Linked DNA regions of Mus musculus: region 2 is linked to region 1. The links are chromatin contacts, called in public promoter capture Hi-C maps. All regions are on one chromosome and are shown on one strand. Each heading gives the region's core, a stretch centred on a gene start, on an enhancer-like site or on the middle of the called end of the contact. The rest is flanking DNA. Distances are from core to core; before and after follow the strand shown. Region 1 holds the start of Zfp869 (zinc finger protein 869). Region 2 holds the start of Zfp617 (zinc finger protein 617).

Region 1 (7,269 bases), core at 4,648-7,147:
GTCAAGCACTGGCAGAGCCTCTTAGGAGACAGCTTTTTCTTTCTTTTTTTTTTCTTTTTTACATTTTAAAAAAAGTTTTATTTAAGTACACTGTAGCTGTCTTCAGACACACCAGAAGAGGGTGTCAGGTCTCATTATGGGTGGTTGTGAGCCACCATGTGGTTGTTGGGATTTGAACTCAGGATCTTCAGAAGAGCAGTCAGTGCTCTTACCCCCTGAGCCATCTTGCCAGCCCAGGAGACAGCTTTATCAGGCTCCTGCCAGCAAAATCTTGTTGGCATCTGCAATAGTGTCTGGGTTTGGTGGTTGTTTATGGGATGGATCTCCAGGTGGGGCACTCTCTGAATGGTCCTTCCTTCAGTCTCTGCTCTGAACTTTGTAACTCCTTCCATGGGTGTTTTGCTCCCCCTTCTAAGAAGGATCATGTATCCACACTTTGATCTTCCTTCTTCTTGAGTTTCATGTGTTTTGCAAATTGTATCTCGTGTATTCTGAGCTTCTGGCTTAGATTTTTCAAAACCTACTTTAATAAGCATTCTCCAATGCTTTAAGCTTCCTTCTAGCCCACCACCCACCAGAGGTAGTGGAAAGGAAAGGCTAATAGGGCAAAGGGGGATGCCAACCTGTTTAGAAATCGTTCTTTTGGGCGATTCCAATCTTCTACAAAGTTGGGCTTTCTTAGCCAACATTTTGTAGCCTAGGGTGTAACTCTTAAAACAGTCACTCAGTGGCCCTTTTAGGATGTATTTTCTCAGGAAACCTCTAATGGAAGGACTGGAAGTCTGTATTTAGTGTCTTTAAATCCTGGGACAACCTATTCCAGGTATGTTGCCTGCTGAAGCCTCCCACTGGGTCTGTCCATTTAAGAGTAAAGATGGGTTGACTCGTCTCTGACAAGTGGAGGCTAAAGAAAGCATCGTTCAGGTCCAAGACAGTGTTCGTGTTTCTCTGGAAGAGTCAGACTCATGAGGATCTAAGGTCTCACGTTTCTTTGCAGGCACGAGAGGTAGATTCCAGGATGACTGGCATGGCACCAGGATGCCTGTCTCTTCAAGCCAGGAAATATAGCCTGCAAATTCCCCATTTGTTTCCAGGGTCACTGCGTATTGTTTAATCTGGATGGAGGAAGCTGAACTGGTTAGTTGAACAGTTATAGGTGCTTGGTGTTGGGCCAACCCTGGGGCATCTATTTCTGACAGAGGGTAAGAAATTTTGCTGGATATCTATAAGTCTATGTCTCATCATAAGAGAAGGTAATGGTGGATTTCAGTTTATGCAAAAGTTCTTGTCCCAACCAATCTTTTGATATTAAATACCCTTTAAGCTGCTTCCGTCAACTGGGACCTCCTCATACCTTCAAACATTTCCAAAATTTTTAACTTTTTCTAATAACTGGGGCTGACTGGGTGACAAAGAAAGTCTTTCTTTTAGTTTTGTTTTTTTTCTTCAAGCCAGGGTGTAGCCCTGGCTGTCATGGAACTTGCTCTGTAGAACAGGCTGGCCTCAAACTCACAGAGATCTATCTGCCTGCCTCTGTCTCCTTAGTGCTGGGATTAAAGGCATGCACCACCACCACCTGGCAAAGGAAATCTTTTTAGAAGCTATCTTTAATCCTTTAAAAAGAACCTATTGAAATGTTTTCTAACATTTCCTTCCTTGGTCAGTGTTGGACAGAAGGGAAAATCCCATTCTGTCTAGGTTGTGTTGTCTGGCAGCGTTCCTCTTTCCCAGGCCTGGAGCACATTAAAAAGAAAAATCTTCTAAGAGAATGGTGGTTTTTATGGTCATTGGTTAAAAAGGAGACATAAATCATAAAAGAGAAAGGAGTGGAACATTTTCTTTTCCTGCTCTGCATAGATCTGAGCAGAGGAAATGGTTCCCTGATGGAAGTATATATAATTCACACATATATATGAATTCATACTCTGTGTATGAATGCATTGTCTGCATATATGTATGCACACCATATTTGTGTCTAGCGTCTCTGGAGGTCAGAAGAGGGAGTAACATCCCCTGGAACTGGAGTTATGGCGGGCTGTAAACCACAATGTGGGTGCTGGGAACCAAACTTTGGTCCCTCTGGAGGAGTAGCCAGTGTTCTTAACCACTGACCCGTCTTTCCAGCTCCGTACTTCTCAACTTTTGATATTTATATTTGATGTTTTTGTTGTTGTTGTTGTTGTTGTTGTTGTTGTTGTTTTGGCTTGATCACCTGCCTTGTTCCAAATGTATTGTATTGACACTGTTATTGGGTTGCAGTTTATTTGTACCTCTACAGCCCATTAGTTTTTTTTTTTGTTGTTGTTGTTGTTTTTTGTTTTTGTTTTTTGAGACAGGGTTTCTCTATGTAGCTGGCTGTCCTGGAACTCACTTTGTAGACCAGGCTGGCCTCAAACTCGGAAATCCGCTTGCCTCTGCCTCCCGAGCTGGGATTAAAGGTGTGTGCCACCACACCCGGCTAGTATTTCTTTTATTAAATTAAGTGTGCAGAATCCCAGTTTTCTCTTGAGAGACTGTTTTCTTTAATCACCACAATATGACTGTGTTTGTCTCTTCTAATGAATTCTCCTTAGAAGCCTTTCATCAGACCGTGTCTGCTTTCTCAGGAGTGTCTCCAGTGTCCTTTAAGCCCTTCTTCTGTATGCTGATGATTGTATCAGTTATGCCTGTGGTTTCAGAGGTGTGGTTTTGTTTGTTTGTTTTTGAGACAGTGTCTCACCATACAACCCTGACTGTCTGGATATTGCTATGTAGACCATAGAACTCAGAAATATGTAGACCATAGCCTCAAACTCAGAAAAATGCCTGCCCCTGCCACCAGAATGCTGGGATTAAACGTGTGTGACACCAAGCCTGGCTTGTGTAATTACTTCTTAGCTATTGCTTGCCTTTTTGCTACTGTTTCCTGCAAGCTCTCTTTCCACCCCTTGGTTTCTCTATTCAGTGAAGAATTAATGTAGTGACAACTTCAGAATTTTGGTTTCTTTAAAAACACAGAAATATTATAAGAATGTGTTTTCATTTTAAACCAAGGAGTGGAGATATGGGACACTTCAGACTGTCCAAAGCAGCTGACTACGATTTGCCTCATGCTCTAGCAGAGGTATGGTATTGCCAGCCGCAGATAGTTTCTGCGATATTGTGTGATACTGTGATGTCTCTGTGACATTCGGAATTCTGAGAACTTTTCGGAGGGTACATGAATGCTAGCTCCCCAGGAGCTGGAGCAGGTGCTCGTTGGCCATTTAGGGAGGTTGGTTTGTAATTGCTGTGGTCAAAGAAGAAACAAAAGGAAAGACATTAGATTTAGGAATTCATTCTCTCTCTCTCTCTCTCTCTCTCTCTCTCTCTCTCTCTCTCTCTCTCTCTCTCCCTCCCTCCCTCCCTCCCTCCCTCTTTCCTATTTAGTGATGGGGTGAAATGGGGTGGGGTGCGGGGGTAAAGGGTGGGAAAAGAAGAATCCACAAAGTAGCAAAGACCAGCTACAAATTACAGAATGAAAAGTTTGCAGTCTACATGCAGAAGATTATTATTATTAAGATTATTATTGCTCCAGATTGCCCAAAGCTATTTAGGGAGACCCTGTTTAAAAAACAAAAAAGCAAAACAAAAAAAAAAAAACCAAACCAAGCCAAAAATCTTCCCTCAAAAAGCACATATTCACACAAAGCCACAGTCTCCTGTACAACAGGTGGGTGTGGTGTTCAGAGAGGGCGCACTGTGGCCCTTTATGAATTTCATGTGATTGGTTTTTCTGCATGTATGTATGTGCACCGTGCATGCCTCTTCCAGGGAGGTCAGAAGAGGATGTTGGATCCTGTAGGGCTAGAGTTACTGTGAGCCATTATGTGGGTGTTGGAAATTGAACCCAGATGCTATGGAAGAGCAGTCAGTGCTCTTAACTTTGGAACTATCTTTCCAGCCACCTCCCCCAAGTATACTTTATTCATACATATAGATTGTGGAGCAAAACTGCACAACTGCAAGAGTGCATTTATCCTTCTAGAAATGGACCAGCCAGCATACATTTAGCTGATTGGTTCATATTAAATGATATTAAAGAATAAAATCTTTGAAGTTTCTATGAAGAAGGCTCTCAGATCCTACCTGGCCTTGTTAGTAGTGGCCTACAGCACAGAGGGCAAGAGGGAGTTAGCTCAGTCAAGCCTACCAGGTGGGTTGTGAGTGACCCTCAGTGGAATGGGGCTAGTGAACGTGCATGTGTGCATGTGTGGTATATGTGTGAAGTTAGCCGTGTAGGTGCATTTACACAATGGAGTACTACTCAGCTATTAAAAAAGAATGAACTTATGAAATTCCTAGGCAAATGGATGGACCATGAGGCAGCTTCTCTTGGGCAAGAATCTGGAGTAAATCCTTGGATCCCAAGTGGATGAACTCCTAATCAGTTTGATTTGATCCAGAGCCACTCTCCTTAGCTATCTGCTTATTTAAAAATTAGCTATCTCCTGTCTTCCTTCACTATTCTAGTGTGGTTTGGTCATTTCTGTGGCCTCGTGGATACAGGCATCTTCAATGTGTAAGGCTCCTTCAAATACTGAAAGATCCTGGCAGAATGTAAAAGGACACAGAAGCCCTGAAATTGGCAAGATAGACGTCAGTGTTAGCAGAACTAGCTTCACTGATTTAGAAAAATAGAGGTGCACAATGCTCTGGCCACTTCTTGAACCTGTGTGTCTGCCAAAGTTCTGACCAGGTGTGTGCCCATTGCTGCACCTTCATTAGACTCTTTCCTTGTACCCCTCCCATACCCATTTCTTGAGAATAGACATTGTTTAGATCTGGAAATCCCCTAATCTCCCCCTTCTCCTTTCCCCCCTGAGGGCCTATAAAAACTGGGACCTCTTTCCCCTCGAGGACAACTCCTCTACCCCTGCGTGGGATATGAGTCGTCCCCAGAGCTCTGGCTTTCCCCGAATAAAGCCTCATGTGGTTTGCAACAAGCTCGGTCTGTCGTGAGTTCTTGGGTGTCCGCTATTGTCCTGAGGCCTGAGCGAGGGGCTCCTCTCGGAGTCTTTCAATACCTTCTGTTGACCTGGAGTAGTCTGTGATTGATACTGGAAGTTTTTCAGGAAGTATATCCCGAATTCCTGGTTCTTTGGCTTCCACCTCCTTTGTTGGGATTGCAGGAAAAGCAACACCACCTTGGTCTTGGAATGGGTTCGCTTCTCTGCTTAAAAAGAAAAGGTGCAACTTGTTATAATTGAGCAATCTTTGGCGTGACTTGCTGAAATTCCTGAAACCCGGAGGACATCAAGTCTTGTTTCGATGTGATAGGGGTTGGGTTGGGCCCTGGTCTAGTTGTGAGGCAAAGTGATCACTGCCTTGGGGAGTGTATGTAATAGACTGTGCACAAAAACAAGGCTTCCAAGAGGAAGAACCTTAAGTACCTACTGAGTGCAAGAAGACAAGCTGTGAAAGTTCTGGGATGCACAAGGAAGTCCTGCTTCAATCAGATCGTCTTGAAGCAGACTTGCATGAACTTGGGTGAAAGCCAGAGTTGGGAAGGTCTGTGTGGTCCACGTCTTTTAATTTCAGTTCATCCACTTATGGGAGCTGTCATTCAGATTTCACTAGCCAATCAGGGCCCTGAGGGCAGGACATTCATTCACAAGGACCAAGCGAAGCTGTTCCTGTCACTCAGGCCCTCGTAGGGCAGTGCTAGCCAATCAGAACCTTCAGGCCAGGCCACTCACTCAAGAGCGCCTAAAGGAACTGCTTCATCATTCAGGGCATGCTAGCCAATTAGAGCAATGGAATTGAGTCATCCACGCAGCTGCATCTAGGGAACTCCTGTCAATCAGACTTGTGGTGCAGCTCTAGCCAATCAAAGCTTCGGGGCAAGATGTCCAATCAAGAACACCAGACGAGACGAGAGGTGGGTCCTATCCGCCGCCATGCTGCAGATTCTGTTCTTAAGCAGGCATCGCGTGGTCCCGTGAGCTGCGGTGTGATCGCCGCTGCCGGGAGCTGTAGGGGGAGCGCAGGCGAGCTCAGCAACCGCGCCATGGTGAGCGCGGGGCCGCTGTCCCCGGATGGGGAGGAGCGGTCGGCTGAGCCGCGTGAGCCGGGGTGATAGGTCCTTCCCGGGGTTGGGGGAGCGGTGGGACCGGCCGGCCGAGCGGACACCCTGTGCGTTCCACTGGGCGACGTGGGCCCCGTCACTGGCCAGTGCTTGTCTCGGAGGACTCTAATCACTTCCGCTTTTCCAGCCATGTCTGCGCAGAGCGCGGGGAGCGGAAGACTCCTCCTAATCAGGGGGTAGCTTCCGGGTTGGTGACGTCACCGCCCAGTGCTGGCGCCCTGTTTGTGCTTTTGGTGTCGCACTTATGACTGCTGTGTTCTCTGCGCTGTGGTCTAGACGTTGTGGGCTTCGTAGGTCTAGCATCAAGTGTGAGTTAATTTTGTGAAATTCTCCGAGTCTTTGTCCAAGAGTTTCTTTCGGATGGTGTCCCAGAAACAGTTCTAGAAAAGATTGTACTACTTTATCAAAGGTCAGCTTGTCTCCTAATTTAAAAAAAAATTTTTTTTTGTGGATCTGTTTATTCTTCCTAAACAGTGTGTTGTCTTGTGTATTTGATTGGAAATGTTACGAGTGTGTTGTGGGTTCGTCTACATTGTGCTAACCATTTTGTGTGTTTTTTTAAAAGTATTTTACATATAAAATTCAGCAATGTCTTTTATGTACCTGATAAGAACTTTTTAGCATTTTGTGGGAATTATCTTAAATCTGTAATTGAACCTGGGAACTGACATTTTTCTGATTGTGTCTTCTGGTCATGAGGATGTTATATCAGAAACAGACAAATATGTTTGTGTATTTCCACAATTTCATAATTTACTGAATAGAAAGTAAAAAGGTGTCACGCCTCTGGTGGTAATCTGGCCAAGGCTATTTTTCCAAGATATTTTATATTTCCAAGATATTCTATCCAAGGTTCAATTTTTCCAAATCCTAATTATTAATATTTTTTCATATCACACGGTAAATATATAATTATATCCACATATGCTGTTTACACAACCAGCATAAGTTAAAGAGGCTGCAGCAGAGTTCAGAGGGTCCCAGAAGTTGGCGAAGAGAAATGCAAGCAGTGTTTCAGTTGATGAGAGAAGTTAGAACACACGACTAGTGAGCCACAGGGGGAGAGCTTTGAATGAAGCCCGAGGATGTCAGGTTTGAAAGTGGCTGTAGTGGTCTATATGATATGAAAGGCAGACTGACTGGTCCTGGTGAACTGACAGGGA
Region 2 (6,326 bases), core at 1,283-3,782, 2.2 Mb before region 1:
TGGCCTGCTTGTAATTACAGCCTAGGAAGTTGGAGACACAAGGTCTCTAAAGCAAGCAAGCTACCTAGCACCACTATCCATTTCAGTGAGCCCTTACTTAAAGACCCGCTTTAATGAAGAGGGTGTAAAAGTGGGCTTTCTCAAGCAAGCATATATTTACATATGTGAAAAATAGAAAAAGAAAAGAAAAAGTGAGTTTGACTCCAAATGTTTACTTTTCTGGTACAAAAAAAAAAATTACTAGAAGGGACCAATGTGGGAGTTCAGTAAATTAAAGAGCAAGTATATGGACAATCACACCAAACCAGAGCAGGACTGTTGCCTACTTCAGATTACCACCTTCACTCTATCTTCCCCGTTGTCATATGAATGACTTTTATTCTGTTTATTACTGAGGTATGGACAAGCAGTAGCATCAAGACAGATTGTTGTATCAACATTCCCCTGTCCTGGGTAGTCACAGCCCACACAGAGGACAGCTATATAAGTCATCCTGCACTCAGCTCCCAGTGTTCAACCCTTATTCTCTCTTTTCAGAAGCAACCTTACTATGTAGTCTTGGCCTGGAACGCTACATAGACAGGGCAAGTCTGCAAATGACAGAGATCTGCCTGTTTCTGCCTGCAGAGCTGGGACTAAAAAAGCATATGCCACCACAATGGGCAGGTTTTCAACTCTTTCAACTGGAAGCATCCAGGATCTTCAATTTCCCTGAGAACATAACTGTTTCCTATCCCTCAGGGAAGTTCTTATTCTAGTGTGTTTGTAAGGGGAGCTTGGTTTTATACCTGACTAGTTATGCACATCTGGTTTGGGTTCCTGTAGTGCCTATGAAAAGAGGGAGGGAGGGAGCGAGCCCTATGATTTATACAATTTTAATGTAAAATTCTTTATTTGAAAGGAGGAAAGAAGTAATTAAATGTCTTGACAAATTGAAAAATATCAATTAATGGGGTGCAAAGACAATAAAATAGAAGGAAAATATCTGCAATACAAGAATCGAGAAAGATGAGTGTGCTCAGTATAAACTAAACCATCACATCAGTAAAGATGGAAAAATTACTAAAACATTTAAACCACATGTAAAGAAAGACATAGCCACTTGATAATTAATAGTCAAATAAATACTAAGTGGATCCCACTATATACCATGAGGACAAAGTTCAGTCAATTAAATAATATTAAGTGCTGATCACAGAAAAGTTACTCAGGAATAAAATTTGATATAGAGTTGAGACTGTAGCTCAGTTGGTATACGGTAGATACTTGTCTAGAATGCATGAGGCCCTGGGTTTAAATTTCAGAGCTGCAAAACCAGGAGCTAGTGATGTGCTCATAGAATCCCAGCACTTGGAAGGTAGTCATAAGACTATCAGAAACTCAAAGTCAAGCTTGGCTGTAAACTAAGTTTATCAACAGCCTAGGATATGTAAGATCTAGTCTCAAACAAAACAAAAACAAACAAACAACAAAGCAAAACAACAAAAAAAATCCAAAACAAAGAAACCGATACGTTTGCAATTCACTATGATTTGAACTTGACCACGACTTAAAGTCCAGTCGTTTCCAAAAAAACTTTTATTACTGGAAAAAGGAGCAGAGGTAAGAGCAGTATTTAACCCAAGAGTAAAAGATAAACTTGAAAACCCTCAAGTACCATACTCACAGAGATGACGAAAATTGAAAAGTTCTTCCTCCGACCTTAAGTCAGAAGGGATAAAGATAGTCTCGTCATACTCTATAAAGGGATAATCTACCAAGAGGATATTACAATCCTAAATGCGGGAGCCGCATGTACCCATGGAAAAGAACTGTGACTGTCCCCTGAGAAGTTCCCTCACATCTCGGTATGTCTCAGTTTTCCCAGGTTCACTTCCATTAATCTCTGCGCTTAAGATCTATATTAGACATGTTTCTCGGGCCTGGAGAGATAACTCGGTGTGTAAGAGTGCTCGCTGAGCAAGGGTGAGAACCCGAGTTCAAATAAAAAACACCCAAGTAAATGCCAGGCATGGGGACAGAGCCCGGAGGATCGCTGGAGCTTGCTAGCAGGCAGCCTAGCCACAGGTTCAGTAAGAAACCCTGTCTCACAGGAATAAGGCGGGCCGTGACAAAGCAGGACACCGGGTGACCTCCCCTGGCCTCCGTGCATGGCGGGGCGTAAATTCTCACTCGCAAGAATTGTCTCCTAAACTTCCAGCTCGGCTCCACATCATCCAGCCTCGGAATCCCGCTTTCGACTGACTTTCCCTAAGGGGAAAAGCAGCTTTTCTGGAGCCGCAGGCGACAGTGCGCAGCCGCCCTTCGTCCCCCGGCGCAGCACCGGGATCCCGCCGCCCGGGACCAAGGGCGCCGCGCACAGCCCCGCCACTCGCCTGGCTCACCATGTCTGTGCCCAGGCCTGCCGCGGCTCCACAGAGGCTCCGGAACAGGCACTCACACGGCCGCGGAGGCTCAGCAACTTGGACTTCCTCAGCTGAGAGCTGTGAGGAGGGAAGCGCCAGCAAGAAAGATGGCGGGTGAGGAACTTCCGCTCCTCCCGCCGGCGCTGCTGATTGGCCAGCTCACACACTGGTGTCTGTACCGGGAGTTTCCGGCGGACCTCCCGACCTTTCCTAGGGTATGGCGTCATACAGCCAAGGACGCTAAACCGTCCGGGACTCCCACAGTTGGTTACTGAGAACCGCCCGGAAGGGAGATGGCGGACAAGGCGCTGCCTCTCGGCACCCTACCTGCCGCTCCTTTGGCCCTTATTGCTGGGCCCACAGATCCAGTCTCCGAAGCCTAAGTGACAGAATAAATTTATTCTCCCTCTTACTGACACAACCACTCCCTCTCCTGTCAACAACACTAATGAGATTCATTGGGACACACAAAGACATAAAAGATGAAAGAATTCGAGAGGGACAAGAGCAGGTAAAGGTCTGTGTGTGTATGAATATAAACAAGATACATGAATGAAAATGTTATATTGAAACTTTTCGTGTAATTAATACACGCTAATGACAACATTAAAAAAACTGTACTTTCCAGCAATTAAAAAAAAGCTTCAGCAGCTCTTCCACAAAGGACATTCTTTTTAGAAATGAGGTTTATTATAAAGTGCCTCAAGCCATGCTCAGCCCTGTAGGTGGAAGTGACATTAGACAGAAACAGTACAATTTATGCAGCTCTAAAAATAGGGCCTTAAGCCGGGTGTGGTGGTGCACACCTTTAGTCCCAGAACTCGGGGGGGGGGGGCAGAGGCAGGCGGATTTCTAAGTTCGAGGCCAGCCTGGTCTACAAAGTGAGTTCCAGGACAGCCAGGGCTATACAGAGAAACCCCGTCTCGAAAAAACCAACAACAACAACAACAACAAAAAACCAACCAACCAACCAACCAACCAACAAAAAAGGCCTTAAAAGAAGGGGCAGGGGGCCAGGCGTGGTGGTGCACGCCTTTAATTCCAGCACTTGGGAGGCAGAGGCAGGCAGATTTCTGAGTTCGAGGCCAGACTGGTCTACAAAGTGAGTTCCAGGACAGCCAGAGCTATACAGGGAAACCTTGTCTCGAGAAAAAAAAAAAAAAAAAAAAAGAAGGGGCAGGCTTCCATTCGAAGCCTGGCAGGCGGGTCTGGGAGGAGGTGATGTGGGGAAGGAGGTAGAGGAGATGAGGGGCAGGCAGAGGTGGACAGACTAACCTTGAGAAGGGGAGGGGAGAGCAGAAGAGCCTGAGATACAGCTTTCATTGTCTGGACCAAATCCCAGAGCTATCTATCTTCCTAAGGTGTCTCAGACTACTCCCCAGAACAAATAAAAAGGTCTGATTTTTTAAAAAATTACCTTTTAGGGGGCAGGAACTTTCATATCACTTGATATGTTTCAGCATAGTGTACCTGAACGGGAGCAAGGACGAGCCAGGTACTATTGAGAACTGTCACAGCACAACACACTGCTTAACTCTGTCCAAGTGAGGGCTGCATAAAAGTTACGAGATTGGGCCTAAAGGAGCAGGCTGGTAAAAACCAGCCACTTTGGCCCACCTTGAGGGCTGTTGGATCTCACAGAATCCCTGGACAAATGGCTGAGGTGCCTATTAATAGATAAAGCAGCCTCTGGTCAACTCTCCCAGCACTTCTCACCTTACTCCCTACCCTAAACCTCCACTGCCTGAGGCTGGGCTTCCTTTCCCCCAGCCTCTGATCCTGTTATCTTTTATTTCCTGGATCTCTCTTGGTCCTCTTTCCCCATTCTCTCCTCCCCTGCTTTCGGCAACCTCTCCTCTCATGGTCCGGTTCAGTCTGGACGCTTCTAGATTTCTTTGGCTGTATTGTTTCTCCTGTCTACAATGAACCTCTTCAACCATACCAAACAGCCTTCATGTCAAAAATTTTCATTCAGGGAGTAACCATTTCAGAACGCAGTGTTTTGGAGATGCCAGTACCATGAGATGACCACCAAGAGCAGCAGCAGCAGTGGAGTACAGGCATCTGGAGCCTAGAGGACGACGCGTGTGCTACAAAGGGCATGGCTGGAGAAGTGACCCAAGTCCTTGGAGGAGCCCAGAAGATGGTGAGTTGAATCCCAGACATTGGAGGGTTGGAGATTGATTTTTGCTTTTGATTGTGACTGTGCTCTGATATTTTCCCTCTTGAAGGAAGAAACTGTTTTAGTGGAGTCCACAGTTACGAGACTTTTAATTGTAAAAAGACTTTGGATTTTAAAAGAGATGGATATTTTAAAGAGATTGAAAATTTAAGAATATGTAAAGACTGTGGGACTTTTAAAGTTATTTAGACCTTGGGGATGAGTAAGAATGTAAGGGTTGAGGCTTACTAGTGATGTATTTGTGTGTCAAGTTGACAAGGGGTCAATTGTACTGGCTAGTTTTGTGTCAACTTGACACAGCTGGAGTTATCACAGAGAAAGGAGCTTCAGTTGAGGAGATGTCTCCATGAGACCCAACTGTAAGGCATTTTCTCAATTAGTGATCAAGGGGGAAAGGCCCCTTGTGGGTGGGACCATCTCTGGGCTGGTAGTCTTGGGTTCTATAAGAGAGCAGGCTGAGCAAGCCAGGGGAGGCAAGCCAGTAAAGAACATCCCTCCATGGCCTCTGCATCAGCTCCTGCTTTCTGACCTGCTTGAGTTCCAGTCCTGACTTCCTTTGGTGATGAACAGCAGTATGGAAGTGTAAGCTGAATAAACCCTTTCCTCCCCAACTTGCTTCTTGATCATGATGTTTGTGCAGGAATAGAAATCCTGACTAAGACTCTTTCCAGAGTGAACACTACTTCTTGCTGTATGGTGGACCCTTTCAGCCTCTATAACCAGCCTCACAGAAATGAAGATATTTAAGTGACATGTGTGTTATAATCTACCAGACTAATGAAATGATGAACCTTAAGAAATAGCAATTTCCCCAAGAATCTTAAATTTGGAGAACAAAAAGGTGTCAGTCAGAAGGGGATTTATGACTTATAAGTTTACTTTTCAGGACTAGGCTGAAGTCCAGACAATAATAGGTCAATGGTGGGTAGGACCAACCTAGACTGAGACTGCCTAGTTGTCATAGGGTAGCTTCAGTTGTCAATTTGACACCCCTGAGAAGAGGAAATGTCAACTGAGCAATTGGGCATGTCATGTCTATCATTTTCTTGCTAACTAATGTAGGAGGGCCCAATCCACTGTGGGTAGTACCATCTCTAGGCATCTTTCTTGTCTTTAGAATCCAGAATTAAAACATCTTTCCTTATGTGTGTGGTATGTGCTTATATGGCTGCACACTTGTGGGTGCATAGAAGCCAGAGGAGGACATCAGGTGTCATTCTCTTTCTCCATCTTTTTCTCCTGAGAAAGGGTTTCACTAAATCTAGAGAGAGGGGGCAGACAGGAAGCCCAGTCATCTTCTGGGTCTGGCCCTCTCTACTGACATCACCAGTGTTTGTGGCTAAGATCAGCTTTTTTATGTGGGTGCTGGGAACCAAACTCAAGCCTCATATATATGTAATGCAAGCACTCAACTTCACTGTGCCCCTCCTTCCCCAGGCAAGAGGACTTTCATACGTAAACAGAATCACATGTAGACTAAAGGCTTATATGAACTGACTGTAATATTAAAAGATGACTAATTGATATCACATTTGCTAATTAGCATTACAGATTTATCATCCATCGTTGTGTTTATGTGTGCCAGTGCTGAGAACACTAGCTGACGTTAGGCCAACAATGAAAGCTTTTTTTTTTTTTTTTTTTTCCGAGACAGGGTTTCTCTGTGTAGCTCTGGCTGTCCTGGAACTCACTCTGTAGACCAGGCTGGCCTCAAACTCAGAAATCCACCTGCCTCTGCC

The links. Promoter capture Hi-C pulls out the DNA fragments that hold promoters and counts their contacts.
Region 2: a promoter capture Hi-C map of liver shows a contact between it and region 1, with 4 times the contacts expected there. The contact joins the promoter of Zfp617 here to the promoter of Zfp869 in region 1. A contact is called at or near these places in 1 of 39 promoter capture datasets (liver), 1 of 484 Hi-C or Micro-C datasets (muscle stem cells) and 1 of 115 datasets of contacts at active chromatin or transcription factors (neural progenitor cells).

The regions. Positions count from the first base shown.
Region 1 is chr8:69,715,530-69,722,798 of GRCm38.p6, reverse strand. Zfp869 (zinc finger protein 869) reads left to right here and starts at 5,897. Exons shown (of 5, transcript NM_001039965.1): 1 at 5,897-6,031. Gm51532 (a long non-coding RNA gene) reads right to left here and starts at 5,692. Exons shown (of 2, transcript XR_003947396.1): 1 at 5,046-5,692; 2 at 3,003-3,268.
Region 2 is chr8:71,919,031-71,925,356 of GRCm38.p6, reverse strand. It overlaps Zfp617 (zinc finger protein 617), which reads right to left and starts at 2,532. Exons shown (of 4, transcript NM_133358.3): 1 at 2,385-2,532. The coding sequence starts at 2,387.